7 separate regions of the Mus musculus genome follow, and regions 2, 3, 4, 5, 6 and 7 are each linked to region 1. Evidence: chromatin contacts called from public HiChIP or PLAC-seq and promoter capture Hi-C data. All regions are on one chromosome and are shown on one strand. The core of a region is the stretch at or near the end of the contact, and the rest is flanking DNA. Distances in the headings are between cores, read along the strand shown. Region 1 holds the start of Phldb1 (pleckstrin homology like domain, family B, member 1). Region 2 holds the start of Jaml (junction adhesion molecule like). Region 3 holds the start of Nlrx1 (NLR family member X1). Region 4 holds the start of Hyou1 (hypoxia up-regulated 1). Region 5 holds the start of Slc37a4 (solute carrier family 37 (glucose-6-phosphate transporter), member 4). Region 6 holds the start of Scn4b (sodium channel, type IV, beta). Region 7 holds the start of Cbl (Casitas B-lineage lymphoma).

Region 1 (2,700 bases), core at 149-2,648:
GCTGCGGCAGCCCCGCCCGTCCGGCCCCGGGGACAAGCGGCCTTTCTTCAGCAGGGCAGAGAGAGAAAAAGTCGCTTGTTTGCACAGCAGGGAAAGGGGGCGGCCTCGCAGCTGCAGGAAGGGGGCTGGCATGTGGAGGGAGGTGCGTGCGTGCGGGGAGGTTGCGTGAGTGGAGCAGTCTTCCCGGGCGACCCTTCCCAGCGCGTGGAGTGCGTGGTGTGAAGCGGACTAAGTGTGTGAAGTCGAGGCCCATGTGAGGATTCACGTGTGCACCCGTGGGGTGACACTGGACTGTCGGTGTGACGTGTCTTGCGGGTGCGCGGAGGTGAGGCGTGGGATGCTGTGCGTGGGAGCTGTGCGGACGCCCGTGTTAGTGGCCAGTTCTGTTTGTGTGACCGCTGTGGAGTGAGCCCGAAGTGCGATGAGTCAGTCTCCGGGAGCCTCCGGGACCGCTGAGCTAACGGGCCCAGAATGCAGCCCCACCCCGGCTCACTGGGTCCCCCGCCGGGCCGCGCAGTCGCGAGCCAAATCCCCGCTGCGCTGGCCTGGGCGGAAGCGTCCGCGGCGCCAGGGCAACCCCGCGCCCCACGACCCCACCCAGCCGCCTACCCTCGCTTCCCCATCCCGGGGGAGTCCGATGACGGCGCTCGACCTCGGCTGGGGAACTCCGCGCTGTTTTTGGATCCAGACCGCGGAGGCGGAGCGGGAGCCAACGGCTCAGTCATCCCAGGTCGCCGGGGACCCTCATAGATAACGGGGGTCCTGGAAAAGTGCCCAGGAGACCCTAGACATGGAAACCCCAGGATCCCTCCCTGACTCCCTCCCACGCCTCAGAGTTGAACTCCACATCTTTTTGAGTCCATCCAGGCAGCTGGAACGAGGACAAGAGCGGAGACGCCTAGGGGATCCCCCTTCCTGTGGTCCTGCTGATGTGGAGAGGAACCATGTGCGATGCTGTAGACAAGGTCCCGCGCGCGTACCCAACCCGAGACTGCAAGTGTGGGATACTGGCCATCGGGGTGCCCACAGGAGGATCTAGATCCCGCAAGACTTGGGGGGGGGGAATTCCTCCACTTAATACCAGGGCCCCCTCTGGCGGTGGCGCTGGCAACGACTCAGGAGGGCAAGAGCAAGCAGTTCGCCGAGGGCGGCCCACAAAGCCCCTTCCGCCAACGCACTCACCTGGCATGGCCCCCTTTTTCCGCACCTTTCTACCCAGTTCGCTGGGCCAGACTGGTCTCGTCTGGTCCCGGGGACTTTCCCTTCTGTAGACTCAGCCAGACGGCGAATGGAACCCCGAGGCATAGTGGGAGGGGCACGCTTACCTTGTGGGGAGTTGGGGGGACACCGGCCCCTTTGCCCAAGTGGGCCGCGGCGGCCTCAGGCTGGCGAAGACTCTGTTGCTTTTCCCCTGGAGCCAGCTGAGTAGGAGGAGAGGGAGACTGTCCCGCCCCGCTTCCCTGAGTCCCCGCCCCCATCCCGTCCTGTCCGCCTGGCCAGCTAGAGAAGACGCCCTTGTGGTGCTGGAGCCCAAGGCCCCCACCCAGCTTTTCCCACAGCAGCACCTCCCCCGCTTGCACAGCGCCCGCTTTGTTCATCTGTACAGCTGGGCTTTCCACCACCACCACCAGGGCCACCACCGTGCAAACTCTCCTCTCACCCTCCCCTTCCGACCCTCCTAGACCACCCTCCACTCTGGGCCTCGAAGCACTTCTTTATTTACCTCCGCCTACCCAAGATGCCTGAATCGTCCCCTGACTCCCCATGAGTCCTAGCGCAGCCCTACCACAGATGCTCAATTTCCTTTCAGAACATCAACTGAGGGCACCCAGGTCAGCCCCTACCCTTTGCTGTTCCAAGCCCCACCATAGAGAGTTGTCGATTTAATAATTGCACACCATGCTTCAGAAATGAACGTGAAGGCAAGGTCCGTTGAAAGTGTGCTGTAAGCCAAATGATGGTGGTCTTTTTCCCAGCACTCGGGAGGCAGAGGCAGGTGGATCTCTGTGAGTTCGAGACCAGACTGGTCTCAGAATGAGTTCAAGGACAGCCAGGGCTACACAAGAGAAACCCTGTCTCAAAAAACAAAAACAAACAAAAAAGTGTGGTGCAAACCACAGGACCCAGGAAAGCTGAATGGAGCCGGCCTTTTTGCCTCTGTCCATTCACCTCCACTAAAGAATTGTTGGGTTGCAGCTGGAGCTGGAGGCAGGGTAGAAAGACACCAGGTTGGCTGAAGAGTGGGAGTTTGAGGAAGAAAAGAGGGAGGGGGGCAGTCTATAAGCCCAGCCTGGCGAAGTCATTCAGCAGTCCAACCCGCACCCCGAAATCCAAGCTGACAGTGTAGCCGCACCTTGCAAAGCCTGCTCTTGCCCCAGGAGACGGCTGGGAGGCCTCATGGGAGCTGAACTCAGACTAGACTGGGCCTCTTTAACCTGCACTAAAGGATTGGCAGAGGCTTTTCCTCAGTGAAGGAACAAGCAGGAAGCCCCCAAGTCTGGCTTAAGGTCCAGATGGGATGGGTTGGAGAAAATTTAAAATGAAAGTCCTCTTTGGAATGGACAAACCCAGTTCTGTTCCAGTGGCTTTTGTTCTGTGTTCTCTCTCTCTCTCTCTCTCTCTCTCTCTCTCTCTCTCTCTCAGGAATGGCAGGAGACTGAACTGCAGGAATTTGGTCACTCATTGACAGAACTAGCATTA
Region 2 (2,700 bases), core at 28-2,527, 340 kb after region 1:
GGTCTGCTAGGAGAACAGCTTGCTCTCTGTATGATGGCAACCCTCACAGTCGGAGGAAACCTATACAGCAACATGGTGGGCGGAGCACTGGCCAGGGGAATCTCTGGAAGCAGCTAAAGGTGATCAATCAGCCAGGCTGCATCTGTACAGTAAGAGAAGAAGAAGTGAAACTTCTGTGTCCGAAACACAGCCTCAAGTTTTCTATTCTCCAAGTAATTGTGCTTTATTTACATAAAGCTGATTTCTCAGCAAATGCCTCTTGCCAGTCAAGATTTTTGTTGTTGTTTTGTTGTTGTTTAGATATAAGGGGTTCACAGTGTAGTCCAGGCTGGCTCCTCCTGCCTGAGCCTTCTGGGTGCTGAGATGTCCAGCATACACCACTAGGCCTGGCTGATTTGAGATCTTGCTTGCAGAGTTTGTAATCCAGAAGGGAGGTGACATCTGCAGGGACCTGAGATATGAGGCTCACCTGAGTGAGCTGCAAGTCTTTCCTTCTAGAAAAAAACTATACATACTGCAAGTAGGACAACTGTGTCAACCCCTCCACGGTTCCAGGACATCGCAGAAGAGGAGGCAGAATGTCAAAGCCAGAAGACAGGGATGCCGTGCTTCTGGATAGGACATGGCCCTGGTAATCATGTCCACACAGCAGCTGTGGCTACCTGCAGAAGACTTATATATGCACATACACAGGCACACATGGACACACACACACACAAATGAACAATGCACATAGACACACACTGGGACACACACACACACTGCAGGCACATAGGCACACTCAAGCTCACATACATACCACACACAGGCACACACATAGGCAAAGATGTACACATGTACACAGGCATCACCCCCACATACACACATCAGCGCACATGCATGTACATACACCACACAGTAGCATGCCCACACACTGTACACACAGGCACACACATGTATACATGCATGCATGCATATACACAGGCACACATAGGTGCACAGTGCACCCTCTATGCACAGACACCACACACACACACACACACACACACACAAGCAAGCATAGGACTAGCTGGGAAGAGGATCAGCAGGGATGAACTGGGAATAAGAGAGGGTGATGAGGGTGAATATGACCATCACAATACATTGAATACCATTTGTAAAATTGAAAAAAAAACCCATAATTTAAAAGTAATGGAAATATAAATGCAAATTGAGCAGTGACCTAGATGATTGAATGGAGAGCCTTGATTGGGAGGTTCCTGTTTCTGTTTCCGCAGCCACCACAGAAGGCATGCACATCTGTGTTGCTTTGAGCCTGATCTCCTGTGCTGGCAGAAGTCTCTCAGTTGGTGTGGGCGATGCTGTGGCAGGAGATCGCGGTGGACTGTTCTTCCTGGGCACTGTCATCTTGGGTAAGCAGTGACTTTGTGTGCTGTGAGCCGTTCTTTGAGCTGTTCTGAGGAGATGGCCAGTTGTCATTCAAAGGAAGGGTGGTGAGATGGGCATTGCTGTAGGATGAGGAGGCCGTGCATGGAATTCCCGGTCTCTGCAGGTGGGCTGCTGTGAGGTAGACCAGTAGGTGCAGCTTTAGTGTCTGTAGTGTACTTTGTGTGAAGGTTCTCAGAGAAAGAAGTAAGCCTTGCTTGTGGTAAGCACGGACGGGGTTGTTTAGAAGGTCTAGCTTTCCTGTTGCCGATGGCTTGAGACAGAATCGTGACTGCTTTTGAGCTCATGGCAGGACTCCTACCTCACTGTTTTCTCCCTGATCTGGATACGTCACCAAGGCAGTTTCCCAAGAGACTCGGACTATTTATTGTCTTTACTCATCACACCCTGACATAGCCTCCAGAAAGGCAGATGCAGGCCGGATGGTGACTAGATGCATGCTGGGCTGGAGGGAACAGGGAGGGATGTTCCCAAGGTCCCATCTGAGTACATGTAACCTAGGTTGTGTTTCAGAAGCCACGAAGCACCCCTCCACCCAATCTGTATTACTTGGTCTTAGAGGGAAAGTCAAGGGCATATTTCAAGAGGTTTGTATCACGCAGGGTGGCTATGAGGACTTGTGAACTTACAAATTTCTGAGAGCCCAAAAGTGCACAGGAACGAGCAGGGGACTTAGCATGGCAGCGGAGAGGGGCGTGCTTAAGAATGTCACACAGTTGTCTGATTTTATGGTCTTGGTTATTACCGGGGCAAATGGCTAGGAGACAGTCCCCGCTCTCCCATTGTCTTGCAATATTGTCATATCTGAGGGCCATTTTCATATTCTGTGTGGCATTCTCATTGTTACAAGTCTCTTTTCGGAAGCTTCCCTCCACTGCCATAATTATACCCAGGGGGAAAGTTTCTATTCATTGTTAATTGTAGGAAAGAGTTCCTGGTGGTTGCACACACCCTAGGACTGATAGGAGATTTTTGCCAGGAGTCACTGTGGAGGAGCCTTGAGCTTGGGTCAGATGCTCTGCCAGCAAGGGAAATGACTGACTGTGTGGTATCACCTGAAGGTTGTCTGCTGAGCTAAGTCAGTACCCAGAAAGGGAGCAGGGTAGGGAGGATAGCTTAACAGGCAAGGCGACTCTGAGTACGTCTGCTGGGATTTTAAAAGCCAAGATTTCATTTGTGTGTGTTTAGAATTCAGAATTTTGGAGAATCATATGTTTTAAAATATACGTGTGTGTGTGTGTGTGTGTGTGTGTGTGTGTGTGTGTGTGTGTGTGT
Region 3 (2,924 bases), core at 85-2,584, 470 kb before region 1:
TGTGAATGAACTTCCTGCTTGACACAAGGATGTGCCGCCTCTGCCTCACACTTCAGCCATGCCAACCTGGCCTCGTCAGCCCCCCTCCTCTGTTTACTTTGTGGCAGAGCTCCCCCAAGCCCTGGATTCACACACTATTCCCTTGCTCTTTATTCGAAGCCTTCCCCCACAGGCAGCGGTGGCAGTCTTACAGATCTCTCCCTACTGGTTTTTGCCAGCCTCTTCATTTCATCATTTCAGAGAGATCCTTCCAGACCTTACAAAACCCTACTTCCTCAAGTCCTCTGTGCCTCCACTGTTGGCCTATTCCACTCCCTCATCCCCTGCAGAAATCAGCTCCCTAAACTCCTAAGCTACTTGACAGCTATGAAACCCAGGCCCACACAAGCTATTTTTCCAGGTTTGCCCCCAGCCCACACCTCATCCTCCAAGACTACTATTGGATTCTTGCTCTCACCTTCCTAACTCAGTCCCTATACTTTGGTTAGCATTTACTTTATCAGAATCCCAGACACTCTTTGAAGATACTGCTCAAGGTACTCTTTCCCAAGGAGTCTATTCTGGCCCACCCCATCCCACAGCTCCTTGACATGCATATGTGGCTAGGCTGGCGTGGCCTCCCTCACTGCCGCTAGGGCAGAAGGGAAGCAAACTTAGGAAGAGGCTGCACTGAGCACAACTAGCCAGAGCAGGAGCTGGCTGAGGTCTTGAGTGGGCTGGAAACAGGAGACCTGGGGATTAGAGAAAGGTCCTGAAAACCTGACAAATCCCAGGATTGACATCAATCAGCCCCAGGTCCACTGAGTCAAGATAAGACGTGCAGGGTCTAGGATAATTCTCTAATCGAGCAGTTGTCATGGCACTAATCAAAAGAAGGAATGCAACAGAAGTTGCGGAGCTTTTCCACCAAACTGGGTCCCAAATAGCTTTCCCACTTCCACTTGGCTTGGGGGCGGGGGGGCAAAGTGAAGCTGCCAGTAGGCCTGTATTCAGCGCCCAAGCTCCGGCAGAATCCCCAGTGCCACTTGCCCGCTCCCGCGACCCAGCTGCCCGGCTCTTGCTTCCGGGGCCCAGCGCAGCCGTCCAGCCGGGGGCCGGAGGAGCGATCGACCCAGTTAGGCCTTTACCCAGGTTGCCTAGGCCCTGGTGCCCGTCGCCGTGGCCCGGAGGGAAGGAGGCCTGCGTCTCCCGCTGGCTCCGAGCTTCCCCGGCTCGCTCGGCACGGCGCGTCTAGGCCGCCTCCGCCCGCCAGCCAGCGCGCAGCCCGGCCCACTCTGGCACCCCGCCCGGTCTGGACACTGGAGGGCACTGAGCAAAGACCCGCAGAAGGGGGAATGGGGTGCTGGCGCGGGGCGGAGACTCCGGCCCCACCCGGTCTTCCCAGGGCCCAGGTTCCCGTACTGCCCCCTGCAGGTTCCCAAGCGTCAGGCCCAGCCGATGACCTCATCCACCTCCAAGTCTGGACTTGATGAAGCCCATTTTACAGATGAAGACACGGAAGCGTGGAAGAGAAAATGACTCGGGCGCAGGTCGTCCCTGTTGGAAGTAGATGATTCAGAAGAAAAGCTCCGGTCTAGGCCTTCCTTACACTTAGGTACTCATCCCCAGAGCATAATGACTTCCCTTCCTGCTCACAAACGTAGCTTACCTCCAGGCAGAAGACAGCCCTTCTTGGATCCTCCCCTTCTGTGTTATTCAGTCCCAAGACTCTAGAGGGGGGCCTCTGACCACTTTGGCCAGGAAGGAAGAATGGGTACCGACAGATAACTTCCTTCTCCAACCTGTTCTTCCTGTCTGACATCCCGTCATGGTTTTAGCCTTGGGACTTCCGTGTTCTAAAAACCCCAACCCTCATCCCTTCCATTCAAGGAACACCCAAGGTTCTCGTAACCAAGCTGACAGTGACCTTCAAACAAGGAACGCCTCCACATGCAAACACTGGTGTGCAATGTGCAAAGAACAGACATGAAGTAGAGAACTCAGAGAGAGAGGCTCCTCAGGGCCGGCTGGGAAGAGGCTTTTGTGGTCTACCCTCCATAGGAACAGAAGGCCAATGGTGATAATTTTATCTAGGCGATTGTCCATTTATTCCATGTGTGGTGTTAGGCCAGTACTGAACATTCACCCTGGGCTGCCAAGCAGAGCAAGTCATGCAGGGACCCACCATACTTGACAATGAATTTCTTCAGAAGTCGAGGCAAACTATTAGGAAAATTACTACCTGCCTCTAGCAGAGACTCTGACATTTGAACTGGCTGTTAAAAAGTCAGAATGAAAAAAGTCACTGGGCAGCATGGAAAAGGGCATATTTGCATTTTAAGAGATGTTCTTCTAAGATTGGAGAATGGCTCGGCCGTTAGGAGCACTGGCTGCTCTTCCAGAGGGCCTGGGTTCCATTCCCAGCATCTACACAGCAGCTCACAACCATCTGTAACTCCATTCTCAGTGGATCTGATGCCCTCTTCTGGCCTCTTCAGGCACTGCATGTATATGGTACACAAATACACATGCATGCAAAATACCCATACACATATTTATTTGTTTGTTTATTTGTTTATTTATTTATTGGTTTTTCGAGACAGGATTTCTCTGTATATCCCTGGCTGTCCTGAAACTCACTTTGTAGACCAGGCTGGCCTTGAACTCAGAAATCCACCTGCCTCTGCCTTCCAAGTGCTGGGATTAAAGGCGTGCACCACCACCGCCCGGCTGAACATTTTTTTGCACATATTTTTTTAAATATTAAAAATAAAAGAGTCTGGGTAGAGGTAGCACATGCCTTTAATTTCAGTACAAGAAGGCAGAGGCAGGTGGATCTCTGAGTTCAAGGCCATCCTGGTCTACAGAGCGAGTTTCAGGATAGCCAGGAATACACAGAGAAACCCTGTCCTGAAAAGAAAAGAAAAGAAAAGAAAAGAAAAGAA
Region 4 (2,900 bases), core at 313-2,812, 360 kb before region 1:
CACAGTGCTGTTGAGGTTGGAGTAGGGAAACTCACTGGGGCTTGGTGGGCACCAGCCTAGCTCCATGTTTCATGAGAGACCCTGTCTAAAAAAATAAATAAGGCAGAAATTGATAGAGCAGGACATCTAATGTTCTTTTCTGGACTCAGCACACACACACAAACACAAATGCCATATGTGTGTACAGCACACACAAAATGAAAAAAGCGAAACTCAACAGAATCGACAACTTACACATCTATCACTGGCAGATAAAGCCCACATTATGCACTGTTGTACACAATGTTGTACAGTAGTAACGAGGGAAATCCCACTGACACAGAAAATTCTTAGTTGAAAAATAGCAAATAATTGCTTTTTTTGTTATTGTTCGAAAAATGTTACTTTTCTAGAAAGAGATATGTGTATCATAATGAGCAGGAAGTTACATATCATGCTACAGATAAGAGTGGGAGGTTGTGTCAGGGGACTTACTTTTATTTATAAATCTTTTCTCTGGGTAGCAGTGTGTGTGTTTGGTTGGTTTCGTTTTTGAGACAGAGTTTCTCTGGGTAGCCTTGGTTGTTTGTTGTGGAACTTGCTCCGTAGACCAGGATGGCCTCAAGCAGGTAGAGATCTGCTTGCCTCTGCCTCCCAAGTGCTAAGATTAAGGCCACCACCACCAGTCCGTTCCTAATCTTTACATCACATGAATACTCATTTTTTAAAAAAAGATTTATTTATTATTATATGTAAGTACACTGTCTTTAGACACACTAGAAGAGGGAGGGCATCATATCTCATTATGGGTGGTTGTGAGCCACCCACCATGTGATTGCTGGGAATTGAACTCCGTACCTTTGGAAGAGCAGTCAGTGCTCTTACCCACTGAGCCATTTCACCAGCCCGAATACTCATTTCTTTTCTTAATTTTTGAACGGTGTTGTTGATGGAATCCAGAGCCTTAACTACGCCAGACAAGAGCTGTATCTCTGAGCTATTTTCCCAGCCCTGAACCATTCCTAAGAAGAAACAATGACGGTACCAAAGGTCAAGCCAATTAAAGTCTTATTTTTTAGTTTGCAATATCGTCTCTCGTACTATTGGGGTTCAGAGTTAAAGCCAATCCGTCACAAACACGGTTTATCTCCGGCCCATCAGCGAACATCATTCTTGTGGCTTAGGTTTTTCAATGAACCCATAAAGTTGGAGTGGTCCCCTGTTATCTTGCCCAAGTCCAGGGCACACGCATGCGCCTCTTCCGCGTCGCCGCAGCGAATGCAGCTCAGTATGATTCCGTCGCGCGGATGCCCCAGGTAACCGGAAGAAGGCCAAGGACTTCGCAATCCACGAGAGCACCTGCTCCCACGCGGGGTTCCGCTAGGGTTCCGCATCGAAGCGTCCGGCACCGATGCTGGCAGAAGTCCCGCGAGGAGTAACCCGGCCGCGAACCGTGACGTGGCCCAATCCGCAGCCAGCTCTGGCAGTTTCGTCCCAACCGGTACTCAGGCCCAGCTGCGTCCTCGAGGGGCGGGGCCGCAGAGGGGCGGGTCTTCTACGTGGACCAATGGGGTCTCGCGCCGGGTCTCGTGGGCGGTGCTAAGTGCGCGGCGCAGGGCCGAGCGGCAGGGGCGCCAATGAGCGTGCGCCGCGTCCGGGGCCGGCTGGTGCGCGAGACGCCGCTGAGAGGTTGGTGGCCACTGTAACAGTTTGCAAACGAAGGGGAGTTGTGAAGGGCCCGGGGTTGGGGTCGTGCTGCTGGCCGTGTGGGTACGTCCTCGCCGCCTTGATCCCGGAGCGAAGGACACAGGAGCTGAAGGCCAGAGGGAGCGGGGGTGAGGATGGAGCAGCCGTCGGGCCGCGGCTCCTAGGGGAGGCAGCGTGCTAGCTTCGGGGGCGGGCCGGTAGCCGGAGCGAGGGCCGCACGGACACCGGTCCCTTCGGTCCTGAAGTTCAGGCGCTGAGCTGCCCCCTCGCGCTCAGGGTGGGCCTGAATCCATTTCTGGGAGTGGGATCTTCCACCTTCGTCAGGTGAGGTTTAGGTGAACATCCACCCGGCTTGTAACCTTAGCCTGCACAACGTCTGCGTAGGCAGCGTGGCCCAGGAGTGGGATGGGCAAGGAGGGTGGGCTGGACAATGCTCAGGGAATTCAGAGAAGGGGACAAACCCTTCTGTGCCAGCCATCCCCAACGTCATCACCTTCCAGTTCCTGCCCAAGCTCAACCTGGCTTTCCCGGCCACCCGGGAACCCCAGGTGTGAGGTATTTGAGCCGATTTCGAGGGTCCTGGCCAAGCTCCAGGTGTCTGACAGGTACAGTGCTGTGGTGTGCCGATTGCTTACCTGTACGTAGACCGAAAAAAGGTCAACTCTTATTTGTCTAAGTAAGTGGTGGAGGGCCCTTTTGCTTCGGCCCGAATGTGAGACACTTGGGAGGATGTTTAAAATGATTGAAACTCCTCAGGAAGGAAGAGAAGAGGTCGAGCTGCTGTGCTTTTTTGCCAAAGTGCAACAGATAAGAATCTTTGAGCTTGTCTGTTCTGGGATGTGGTTCTGTTTCCTTCTTCATTCAGCATCCAGTTACAAGTGTTTTTCCTTTCCCATTAGGGTCACAATGGCAGCCACAGTAAGAAGGCAGAGGCCAAGGAGGCTACTCTGTTGGGCCTTGGTGGCTGTCCTCTTGGCAGACCTGTTGGCACTGAGCGGTATGTACCTGGCTAAGGTGTTAAAGAAGAATGGAAGGATAAGAGGGCACAAGGTGCCTACTCGAGTTTGGGGTTGCTGGATCTAGCCTTTTTCTTTGTCTTTGCCATGGAAAGCAGGCTGCTTCCATTGATTTGCCTTAGGAAGGCAGGAGGGTGTGGGAAGCAGAGAACTGACAGAGAAACCTACATTCTGTCTTCCCTTCAGACACATTGGCTG
Region 5 (2,860 bases), core at 174-2,673, 340 kb before region 1:
ATGCGCACCAGCCTTACTCGAGTCCCGCCCCATCCCACTAGGGGTTACCGCCTCCGTCCAGGTAGGGGTGGCATGCGAAGGAGGGGCGTCAGTGAGGGCGGGACTAGAGGGCAAGTCTGGGACCTTGGGGCTCCCCTGACTTCCGACTACGCCGGAGGCTGTCCGGGTGACTGCCCTTCCGGGATGGCGACAGTTCCACGGCCCAGGGACAGCGCTCTTGCAGATGCGGTGCCCTCGTGGCTGCAGCGCACAGTCTCCGCAGCTCTCTTGCTCCTGTCCCCAGGACCCGCAGTTCCCAGCCAGGAGTCGGGTGTCCCGGGTGGCTTGAGGACACGGGGTGCTCGGCAGGTGGCAAGCGGCGCCGCCTGCCCATCCTGACTGGCAGAGCCTAGGCTGCCAGAGCGAGGGGCCTCCCGAGGCTACGTGCGGCTTCTCTCGCCTACGCCTTGTGCTCCAGCGGCTGTGCAGCGGAGCAGAAAGCTGCGGTGGCGTGCTTCGGGGACCCACAGCCCCGCAGTACGGACCCCCTACTGATGTCGCAGGGTAATAGGGATCCAGAGGCAGTTCCAAGGGGGTCTCATCCAGACCTAAGCCCTAGGCGCGCCTTCTGCGTGTCATTGCAGGGTGAACTGAGGGGCTTGTCCCCCCGTTTAATTTTGCAACTACTGCAGTTATCTCGCTCCTTACCTACTGTTGTTCCTTGCACATTTCAGTGACAGAGGCCAGCCTTAGTGGAAAAAGGAGAATGGGAAATTCCAGAAATAAACGATAGGCTTTAAGAAACTTTTACTATGGTGCCTCATTGTGTTTTACTATTTACTTACTAGGTCTAATTTATGTATCTACCTTTTATCACTGTGTGTATAAGGAAAGTGTATGCGCTGTTCCCTACCACCATGAGGAGTTCAAGAAATATATCCCCCAATGAAGGGGATACCTATTAGGAAACTGTACTCCATTGTGTGCTAAGCATTTGGTGAAGGCTCAGCAGTGGGTGTGGGGTTGTTTTTAAGGTATGTGGTTGATTGAATGAACCTGGGGGGTAGGAACCGATCTAGTGCCTTTCACAATGTCCGGCAGCCTGGCACCGCAAAGGAACCTGAGAGAATGAGAAAGTTCATTGACCAAGGGAGTAGGGCTATACTGAGAGCTTGCTCTGCTCATCCTACCCGAGCCTCCCCTGGGCTTGTGCAGACAAAAGTAATTAGGCTGAGCCTTTAATCACAGCTGGCTTCACAGGCAAGAAGACTTGGGAAAGGAGGGAAGGGCAAGCAGTCCTGGGGACCCTCTCCTCCCCCGGTTTGGCTCTCAGTAACCTGTTTTCTTGTCTCTCTCAGGACACTGGGTTCCCTGGTTGCTGCCCCAGGCTTAATGATTGTCCAGAAGGCGGCTATAAAGAGCCTGGGTGGAGGAGAGAGAAAGCGCACAGAAAAACACAGCTCAGCAGATCCAGGCACTAAAGAGAGCTAGCTGCAAGCAGGAGCAGTCAAGAATCTGTGGTCAGAAGTACTGGAGTGGGCCAGCAGGGCCAGCTTTTTCTACCATGGCAGCCCAAGGCTACGGCTACTATCGCACTGTCATATTTGCGGCCATGTTTGGAGGCTACAGCCTGTACTATTTCAACCGCAAAACCTTCTCCTTTGTCATGCCCTCCTTGGTGGATGAGATCGCTCTGGACAAGGACGATTTGGGTAAGCCATGGAAGGGCAGGGTGGTGGGCTGTGGGATACACCATTTGGAGTATGGTTTGTCCAAGCATGGGGGGTTTCAAGCTTGTATCAGGTGGAGAGGCTGAGCTCCATGTGCCTGGGTGTGGGTGTACATGTGAAACCAGTGCTTAGCCGGTGTATATGCCTGGCACCCACACGTGCCCAGGAGGTGCTACTGGGAGCGGGTAGCAAGGTTTTCACACCTGTTCGTGCATGCTGCACCTGCAGGTCACGGTGAACACTGGGAGAGTAGCACCATGATTTGATGTGTCCTGCGTGCTACCTGCCAGGGGGAATAAGATCTTTGACTCTAGAGTCCTTCGCATTCAGACGTGTTTGGGCTTTTGGCGAGCATTCAGAGTGAGGTGGGAACTGCATATTCCAGGGGTAAAGAAAGAAAGAAATCCAAGAGGCTGAGAAGGTCCAAGTCAGCCTGGGCCTGTGATGCACGGCTCAGCAGGCAGGAGAGTGTCAAATCCGGGAAGGAACCTGTCTCACCCTGCCAGGCACCTGTACACACCTGACCCCTTACCTTCCTCCGCCCCTCCTGTGCCTCTGCCCTGTCCCTAACCCCTCAGGTGTCCTGCTCCCTGCTCCCCTTCGCTGCAGGGCTCATCACAAGCAGCCAGTCGGCAGCCTACGCCATCAGCAAGTTTGTGAGCGGGGTTCTGTCAGATCAGATGAGCGCCCGCTGGCTCTTCTCCTCTGGGCTGCTCCTGGTTGGTCTGGTCAACGTAGTCTTCTCATGGAGCTCCACAGTGTCAGCCTTTGCTGCTCTTTGGTTTCTTAATGGTCTGGCACAGGGGCTGGGCTGGCCCCCCTGTGGGAAGATCCTGAGGAAGGTGAGTGCATCTGATGAGCCTGAGGGGGAGGGCACCCAGTGGGCACTTGGGAGCACCTCTTCTTACACAACCCTTCCACCCCTAACCCATAGCAGGTTCCTTAGGAGTTCCCTGCCAGCTCCTGCTGCTGTTGGGATATTTTAGGAGCCTGAGGGTGGTGGGATCGGGTGGCAGACGAGGGACTGGGCTCCGCCAAGTAGAAGCACTCTTCCCTCATCCCTGTAATGTGAGTGTCTAGGTCTGCCACACTCGAGCTGCTCCTTCTGTGTGGCCTCTAAGCCAGGCACCTATTCTGTTCCCCTCTGCCTC
Region 6 (2,700 bases), core at 178-2,677, 400 kb after region 1:
CCTGGTGCAAGATACAGGTGCAAAAAGGCACACAAGTCTCAATGTAGGTAATAAATCAGGATAGAGGCGTGGTGGAGAACACCTTTCATCCCAGCACTCAGGAAGGGGAAGAAGAGGCAGGGCGATCTCTGAGTTCCAGGACAGTTTGGCCTACAGGGCTACACAGAGAACTCCTGTCTCAAAACCACCACCACTACAGCAATGACAGCAGGAACAGCAACTCAGGATCATTAAGTAAAGTTTATCTCCCATCCTCGGCCTCTGACTGCTTTTCCATGGTGGCCTAGAAGATGGGATTTCTTTTCAGACTCTTCCCCAGTCATCTTGCTTTTGTGACTGGTCCTGCAGCGACTGGGGTTCCACTCAGGAACCACCCACCTGCTTATCAAACTTATCCAAGAGGAGTCCAACTCAGCAACCCCTAGGGGAAACACTAGATTCTTGGATCCCCAGAACCCTTTAGAACTCAGAGGAGGTGTGTTCCCTGGACTCATGGGCTAGCATGAGGTCCCCTAAAACTAGGAGCCCAGGGCTGCCCTCCCTGTTGCCTAGCATTGAGGATGATGCTATTTTGCATCAGGAGGTAAATATCATGGGGTCACCATCCAGCAGACAGCAGAATTCTCCAGAAAAGTTGTGTGCTTTGTTCAGAGTTCTCCAGCAGCAAACACAGGGCATCAGAGCTGTTCAACTACCATGACAACCAACGAAGCAAAAGAAAACAAGGTTCTCCCCGCAGACAGTTAACATTCTGTATACAACCTCAATGGTCTCTTATGGCGCTGAAGCCTTTCAGGAACTCCGGGTTGGAAGATGGGTGGAGGGTGTGGCGAGGTGGAGGGTGTATTTCCAAGGTTTAACTGGTCTCCGGACAGTGAGGAGGATTTGTCCTGGAGGGTAGCTTGAGTAGTTGACTAGAGGTCTTGAGGGGGGACCTTCTTGGTGTTTACGGTTGCCTCCCCACCCCCGCCTCCCCGCGCTGGGGGCAAAGCACGCTGTCTCCAAGTGACTGCCTGCCAACCCTCTAAGAAGCAAAGAGTCTGTGCAGAAATGGGTTGGTGGGCGGCGTGCAGGAGACTTTGCAGGGGAAACTAGGTTTGCCACAGCCTAAAAGCCATCCGCAGAGCGAATGAGCGGCGCGGCTGGAGGCGACGCGTGTTGGTTCAGGGCTGTACCGGTCGTCCGCAGCGGGCAAGCCGGCACACGCCCACCGGCTGCGGCAGCGCCCGCTGCGGATGTCCTCCCGGCGGTCCCCGGAGAGGCAGCCGCTGCCCTTACTCGTGTTCTCTGAGCGGAACAAAAACAGCCTTCCAACAAACCTAAAAGCTCCACCTCTACTCCCCCGTGAACTCTTCTCCTAATTGGCAGCTCGGCGCTTGGGATGATGCGGGCGTCTGCGGGCTGGCCCTGCAGTGCCAAGCCGCAGCATTCCCGTCCCGCTGGAGAGGAAGAGGGCTGCCCAGGCTGGACCCTACGGCCGTGATACACGGCGCAACGGGCACTGTGCGAAACCGACGGGGACGCCGCCCCTCCTGCGGCTGGAGCGCTTCCAGAGCAGAGGCGCATCGCAGTGCCGCTCGCCCCGGCGTCCTCCCTTCAGCTCCGGCTCCTCCTCCCCCTTCCAGCCCCGGCTCCTGCAGCCGGCTCCAAGAGGCGGCGGGCGCGCCTCCCCCTCCTTGGTCTCCCCCTCGTCTCGCTCTCTCGCGGCTAACTTTCCGGAGCCCCGACCCGCGGCTCGGAGCTCCCCTGGCAGCTGCGGGGCCCACAGACGACCTCGGGTGGAGAGCCCGGCTGTCCCCACTATTCCATCCCAAGCCCCCGGAGCGCTCCAGAGAGAACAGGACCATGTCCCGGGCTGGGAACCGAGGCAATACTCAGGCGAGATGGCTGGGCACTGGGCTTTTGGGTAAGATAGCCCCAGCTTTGTCATTTCTCTCTCTCGCCTCTTTCTTAACCCCACCCCATCCTGAAGGAGGTGAAGAGAAGTGCCTTAGACAAGGTGGCACCAAATGATTGGGATGCCGGTCTTCCTCCGGACCCTTAGCTTTAAGACTATGTTCCCTGGGAACCTTGTGCATTTTCCCCAACCCCTGCCACCCGGGCAGTGAGTTTCTTGCTTTCTTTGATGCCTTTTGGAGCTAGGTGTTGGAGCTGCAGCAGGGAAATCCTCCTGAGACCGGAGTTAAGGCATGCTGGTGGGGTGGGGGCTGGGGTGTCTACTGCCTTGAGTGTGGGGGCTCCAGGGAGTTTGCAGGTGTAGCGGTGTCTGCCGCTCTTGCCTAGTACTATTGACTTGCTTGCTTCCCTGGCAGCAGGAAATGCTCCAATGGGGGACGAGGGTCTCCCTCCCGACTCTTCGCCAGGTTCTCCCCACTTCTTCCTTTCTGGTGTCCATTGCCACTCTTTCAAATGCTGGAAGGACTTAGAAGAACCCAGAGGACCACTCAAAGGCCACCTTTTCAGAAGGTCCTTGTCCCTCTTCCTTTAAAGGGTTTCTTTGGGGAAAGACCTGTTTGGCTTGCTACTGGCTTTTCATTTTGGGGAAGGCTGGGAAGAGAGAGGAGTCAGGCCCAGAGGACACAGAGGGTATAGACTCTTATGGCTATCTATTAATATTCACATGATGGTTTTGAGTGTCAAACTCCAAGAGATTAAGCAATGGTATTTATTAGTCCAGACCAGAATCTAATCTTCTACACA
Region 7 (2,791 bases), core at 243-2,742, 500 kb before region 1:
GCAAGAGTGTTAATTCTCACACAAGACTTATTAAGCATTTATATAGCAGTTACATTGGCCAAGTGCTTCATAATCATTTTATTGGCTGTTTCTAGTCCAAAACAACCCATAGAGAACTTTACAGAAGAGGAACCTAGGCCCAGAGAGGAACCAAAGAAAACCAAATTTACTCCGGAGGAAATAACACCATTCACTTACATGCCGGGGCCTCCTAATCACATTTATCTGCAGTAGGAATGTTGAAAAAAATAATAACTGTGGTAAGAGTTAAGGAAACAGAGCACTGACTTCCAACAAAATGTTAAGACAAGATTGTGTATTCACGTTTAAGTACTGGGGCCAACTACAAGACTACATTATACAGGCTCAACTGTAAGGAAGTAAGATTCTCCTGATTGACAGACTTAAAGGGCTAACCATAGGCAACCCCACCCCCGCACCTGATTTTATAATGGCTATCAAAGGGGTCTTAAATAATAAGCAGGTAGGCCCGTTACAAAAATCAAACACTACAGCCCAGCGAAAAGCACCGAGAGCAAGCAGGAAGTTCTGTAGAAGTCAGACTATTAATTCAGCACGCTCAGTCAGTCCACCTTTCGAAAGATAATGGTTCTAACCAGAACTTGTGGTTTAACCAGTGCCTATCTCAGCAGCAGCGATGGATTACATCCAACACTTTGCAAGACAAAAACTTAAGCCATCCTTAGCGGAGAAGGGAAGTTCCTTCCTTCCCTGCCCCCATTTAAACCCACCTCTTTTTCTTTGATCTGTGTGCTACATCTTAATGAGAAAAAACTATAAGCTCACCCTGACCGCAGTCAGCCGGGCCGCCTCCTGAACCCAAGTCCCTCACCCAGGGCGACTCCTCTTCCAAACCCGGAGCCGTAGCCGGCAGATCCAACACACATCCCACCCCCAGCACCCCAGGCCCACCTCCCGGGGCTCACTCGACGACCCACATCCCCAAGCTCCGCACCCCCATCGCACTTCCGCCCGGGTGGCGCGGTGACCAGCCCTCCCCCAGCCCCCACCCCATCTTTGTCTGGCTCCCCCACACCTCAACGTTCCCAACTGCCAACGGCAGCCCTCCCTGGCGCCCCACCGCCCACGCCCACCCGGCGCCGCGCGCGCCCGCAGGCCGCTCACCTTGTCCATGAGCTTCCAGCACTTCTCCACCATCTTCTTGTCCACCGTGCAGGGAGGGTGCGGGCTGAGGTGGTGGTGGTGGTGGTGCGGCTGGAAGGCGTCCTTCATGAGCCCGATCAGGCCGCCCGCTCCCGAGCCCCCAGAGCCGCCGCCGCCGGCGCCCGAGCTCTTCTTCACGTTGCCGGCCATGGCCAGCGGAGGGTCGGGAGCCCGCTCGGCCGCGAGCGAGGGAATGGAGCCGGGCGAGAAGGAGGGGCCTCTCCGGCAACCACCGCCGGCGCTCGCAGCCCAGGGAGTGAGAGGGAGGCGCCCGCCCTGAGGCGCGCCCCTGCGCGGGCGCGAGCGCGGCCGGCGCAACGCGGGGGCGCGCGCCGGAGACGGGCAAGCACGGCACGCCGCGGCGACCCCCAACGCGCGCACGAGCTCGCGTGCACCCGCGTGCCCCGCGGCTCCCGGAAAGCCTCGACCAAGTTTCCGCGCCCACTGCTCCCGCCCTGACCCACTGGGACGGGCGGGGCGGAGCCCAAAGAAAACTCAGTGCCTGCGCCCTCTGCTGGAGAAGAGAGGAATGGAAGGAAAGAGGTGGGGTCCAAGGTAGAACCTGCGCACTAGGCAGAAGAGAAGCCTGGCCGTCCATGTTCGTTGTGGCCTGGGCTTGTTGCCTCCGGGAGTTGAGTCATGGCTGTGCTCGGATTAAGACGGGTAGGGATGGAAGGAGTCTTCTAAATGTGGATATTGAGCTTCGAGTTATCTGCCTCATCTTGTGGAAAGATGGAAAAAGAAAGCCAAAGTTCGTTTTCTTCCCCTTAGTGTTTTTATTTTTGTGGTGATTGGAATTGAACCTACGACCTCACACATCCTAGACAAGTACCCCACCTTGAGCTATATCCCTATTCCACCATCTTGTTTCACCATGTAGCCCTGGCTGCCTTGGAACTCGCTGTGTAGACCAGGGTGGCTCTGAACTCACAGAGATTCACATGCCTCTACCTCCCGAGCGCAGGGATTAAAAATCGCCTTGGTATTTATAACCCTCAAAGGTTGGGAATTCAGTTGCTGCAGCTTTTTGCAGACTAAGTCACATAAAGGTTTAAGGTTAAGGACACTCGCGTCTCACGCGCTTCTTCCAGACTTTTTAACCTTTTTAAAACAAGTAACTTCCTTTTGATCTTTTTCTTTCTGAAGAGCAATTCCTTTTCTGGGAACTGAATATGTACTTTAAAGATATTCTATTGCTCAGCGGAATGCGCTGGCGGCACGAGGCCCCGCCCACAGAGGCTGTGAGCCACTTGCATGGAGGGAACAGAAATTCAGCTCCCGGACACCTTCACTTCCCTAATCTTCAGACTTCACTAGAAGTACTTTGAAAATAGGAACTTCTTTTCCAAAGAAGAAGAAAGTACCCAACCTTGGTTTGCTAATATTTTTTTAGCTCCAAAACCATTTGGTGACATTAAGTACTCAGTTCTGCCACCAAGCCTTTGGCTGGTAGGTTGTTGAACTTGTCCAGTACTTGAAGAAAGAAAACAGTCTCTGAACACCAGAATTATTCAGTCCCACAACTTTGGGTTGCAAATCAGTCATTTTTTTTTTTTTTTTTCGAGACAGGGTTTCTCTGTGTAGTCCTGGCTGACCTGGAACTCAC

Evidence for each region. Promoter capture Hi-C pulls out the DNA fragments that hold promoters and counts their contacts. HiChIP or PLAC-seq counts read pairs in DNA pulled down with a chosen protein or histone mark. Capture Hi-C pulls out chosen DNA fragments and counts their contacts.
Region 2: a contact with region 1 is called in an H3K4me3 HiChIP or PLAC-seq map of bone marrow-derived macrophages, with 2.6 times the contacts expected there. The contact joins the promoter of Jaml here to the promoter of Phldb1 in region 1. A contact is called at or near these places in 1 of 39 promoter capture datasets (stem cell-derived epiblast-like cells), 1 of 115 datasets of contacts at active chromatin or transcription factors (bone marrow-derived macrophages) and 2 of 9 other capture datasets (liver and pancreatic islet).
Region 3: a promoter capture Hi-C map of liver shows a contact between it and region 1, with 2.8 times the contacts expected there. The contact joins the promoter of Nlrx1 here to the promoter of Phldb1 in region 1. A contact is called at or near these places in 1 of 39 promoter capture datasets (liver) and 1 of 115 datasets of contacts at active chromatin or transcription factors (craniofacial prominence).
Region 4: a contact with region 1 is called in an HNF4G HiChIP or PLAC-seq map of pancreatic cancer cells. The contact joins the promoter of Hyou1 here to the promoter of Phldb1 in region 1. A contact is called at or near these places in 1 of 484 Hi-C or Micro-C datasets (embryonic stem cells), 2 of 115 datasets of contacts at active chromatin or transcription factors (bone marrow-derived macrophages and pancreatic cancer cells) and 2 of 9 other capture datasets (adipose tissue and liver).
Region 5: a contact with region 1 is called in a promoter capture Hi-C map of adipose tissue. The contact joins the promoter of Slc37a4 here to the promoter of Phldb1 in region 1. A contact is called at or near these places in 3 of 39 promoter capture datasets (the HPC-7 cell line, cranial neural crest and neural stem cells), 1 of 484 Hi-C or Micro-C datasets (CD4 T cells), 14 of 115 datasets of contacts at active chromatin or transcription factors (the 230-238 cell line, DN3 thymocytes, bone marrow-derived macrophages and 11 more) and 3 of 9 other capture datasets (adipose tissue, liver and pancreatic islet).
Region 6: a promoter capture Hi-C map of stem cell-derived epiblast-like cells shows a contact between it and region 1, with 6 times the contacts expected there. The contact joins the promoter of Scn4b here to the promoter of Phldb1 in region 1. A contact is called at or near these places in 5 of 39 promoter capture datasets (embryonic stem cells and stem cell-derived epiblast-like cells), 1 of 15 datasets of contacts at CTCF or cohesin (embryonic stem cells), 1 of 484 Hi-C or Micro-C datasets (CD4 T cells), 7 of 115 datasets of contacts at active chromatin or transcription factors (T-cell acute lymphoblastic leukemia, effector CD8 T cells, embryonic stem cells and 1 more) and 2 of 9 other capture datasets (embryonic stem cells and liver).
Region 7: an HNF4G HiChIP or PLAC-seq map of pancreatic cancer cells shows a contact between it and region 1. The contact joins the promoter of Cbl here to the promoter of Phldb1 in region 1. A contact is called at or near these places in 2 of 39 promoter capture datasets (both in liver), 1 of 484 Hi-C or Micro-C datasets (the HL-1 cell line), 2 of 115 datasets of contacts at active chromatin or transcription factors (bone marrow-derived macrophages and pancreatic cancer cells) and 2 of 9 other capture datasets (adipose tissue and liver).

The regions. Positions count from the first base shown.
Region 1 is chr9:44,733,800-44,736,499 of GRCm38.p6, forward strand. It overlaps Phldb1 (pleckstrin homology like domain, family B, member 1), which reads right to left and starts at 1,399. Exons shown (of 22, transcript NM_153537.4): 1 at 1,326-1,399.
Region 2 is chr9:45,077,906-45,080,605 of GRCm38.p6, forward strand. It overlaps Jaml (junction adhesion molecule like), which reads left to right and starts at 1,278. Exons shown (of 11, transcript NM_001005421.4): 1 at 1,278-1,391.
Region 3 is chr9:44,266,853-44,269,776 of GRCm38.p6, forward strand. It overlaps Nlrx1 (NLR family member X1), which reads right to left and starts at 1,335. Exons shown (of 10, transcript NM_001163743.1): 1 at 1,128-1,335.
Region 4 is chr9:44,377,928-44,380,827 of GRCm38.p6, forward strand. Hyou1 (hypoxia up-regulated 1) reads left to right here and starts at 1,563. Exons shown (of 26, transcript NM_021395.4): 1 at 1,563-1,668; 2 at 2,586-2,683; 3 at 2,889-2,900. The coding sequence starts at 2,593.
Region 5 is chr9:44,396,931-44,399,790 of GRCm38.p6, forward strand. Slc37a4 (solute carrier family 37 (glucose-6-phosphate transporter), member 4) reads left to right here and starts at 1,424. Exons shown (of 8, transcript NM_008063.3): 1 at 1,424-1,691; 2 at 2,319-2,551. The coding sequence starts at 1,544.
Region 6 is chr9:45,137,197-45,139,896 of GRCm38.p6, forward strand. It overlaps Scn4b (sodium channel, type IV, beta), which reads left to right and starts at 1,428. Exons shown (of 5, transcript NM_001013390.3): 1 at 1,428-1,906. The coding sequence starts at 1,846.
Region 7 is chr9:44,232,554-44,235,344 of GRCm38.p6, forward strand. Cbl (Casitas B-lineage lymphoma) reads right to left here and starts at 1,493. Exons shown (of 16, transcript NM_007619.2): 1 at 1,147-1,493. The coding sequence starts at 1,335.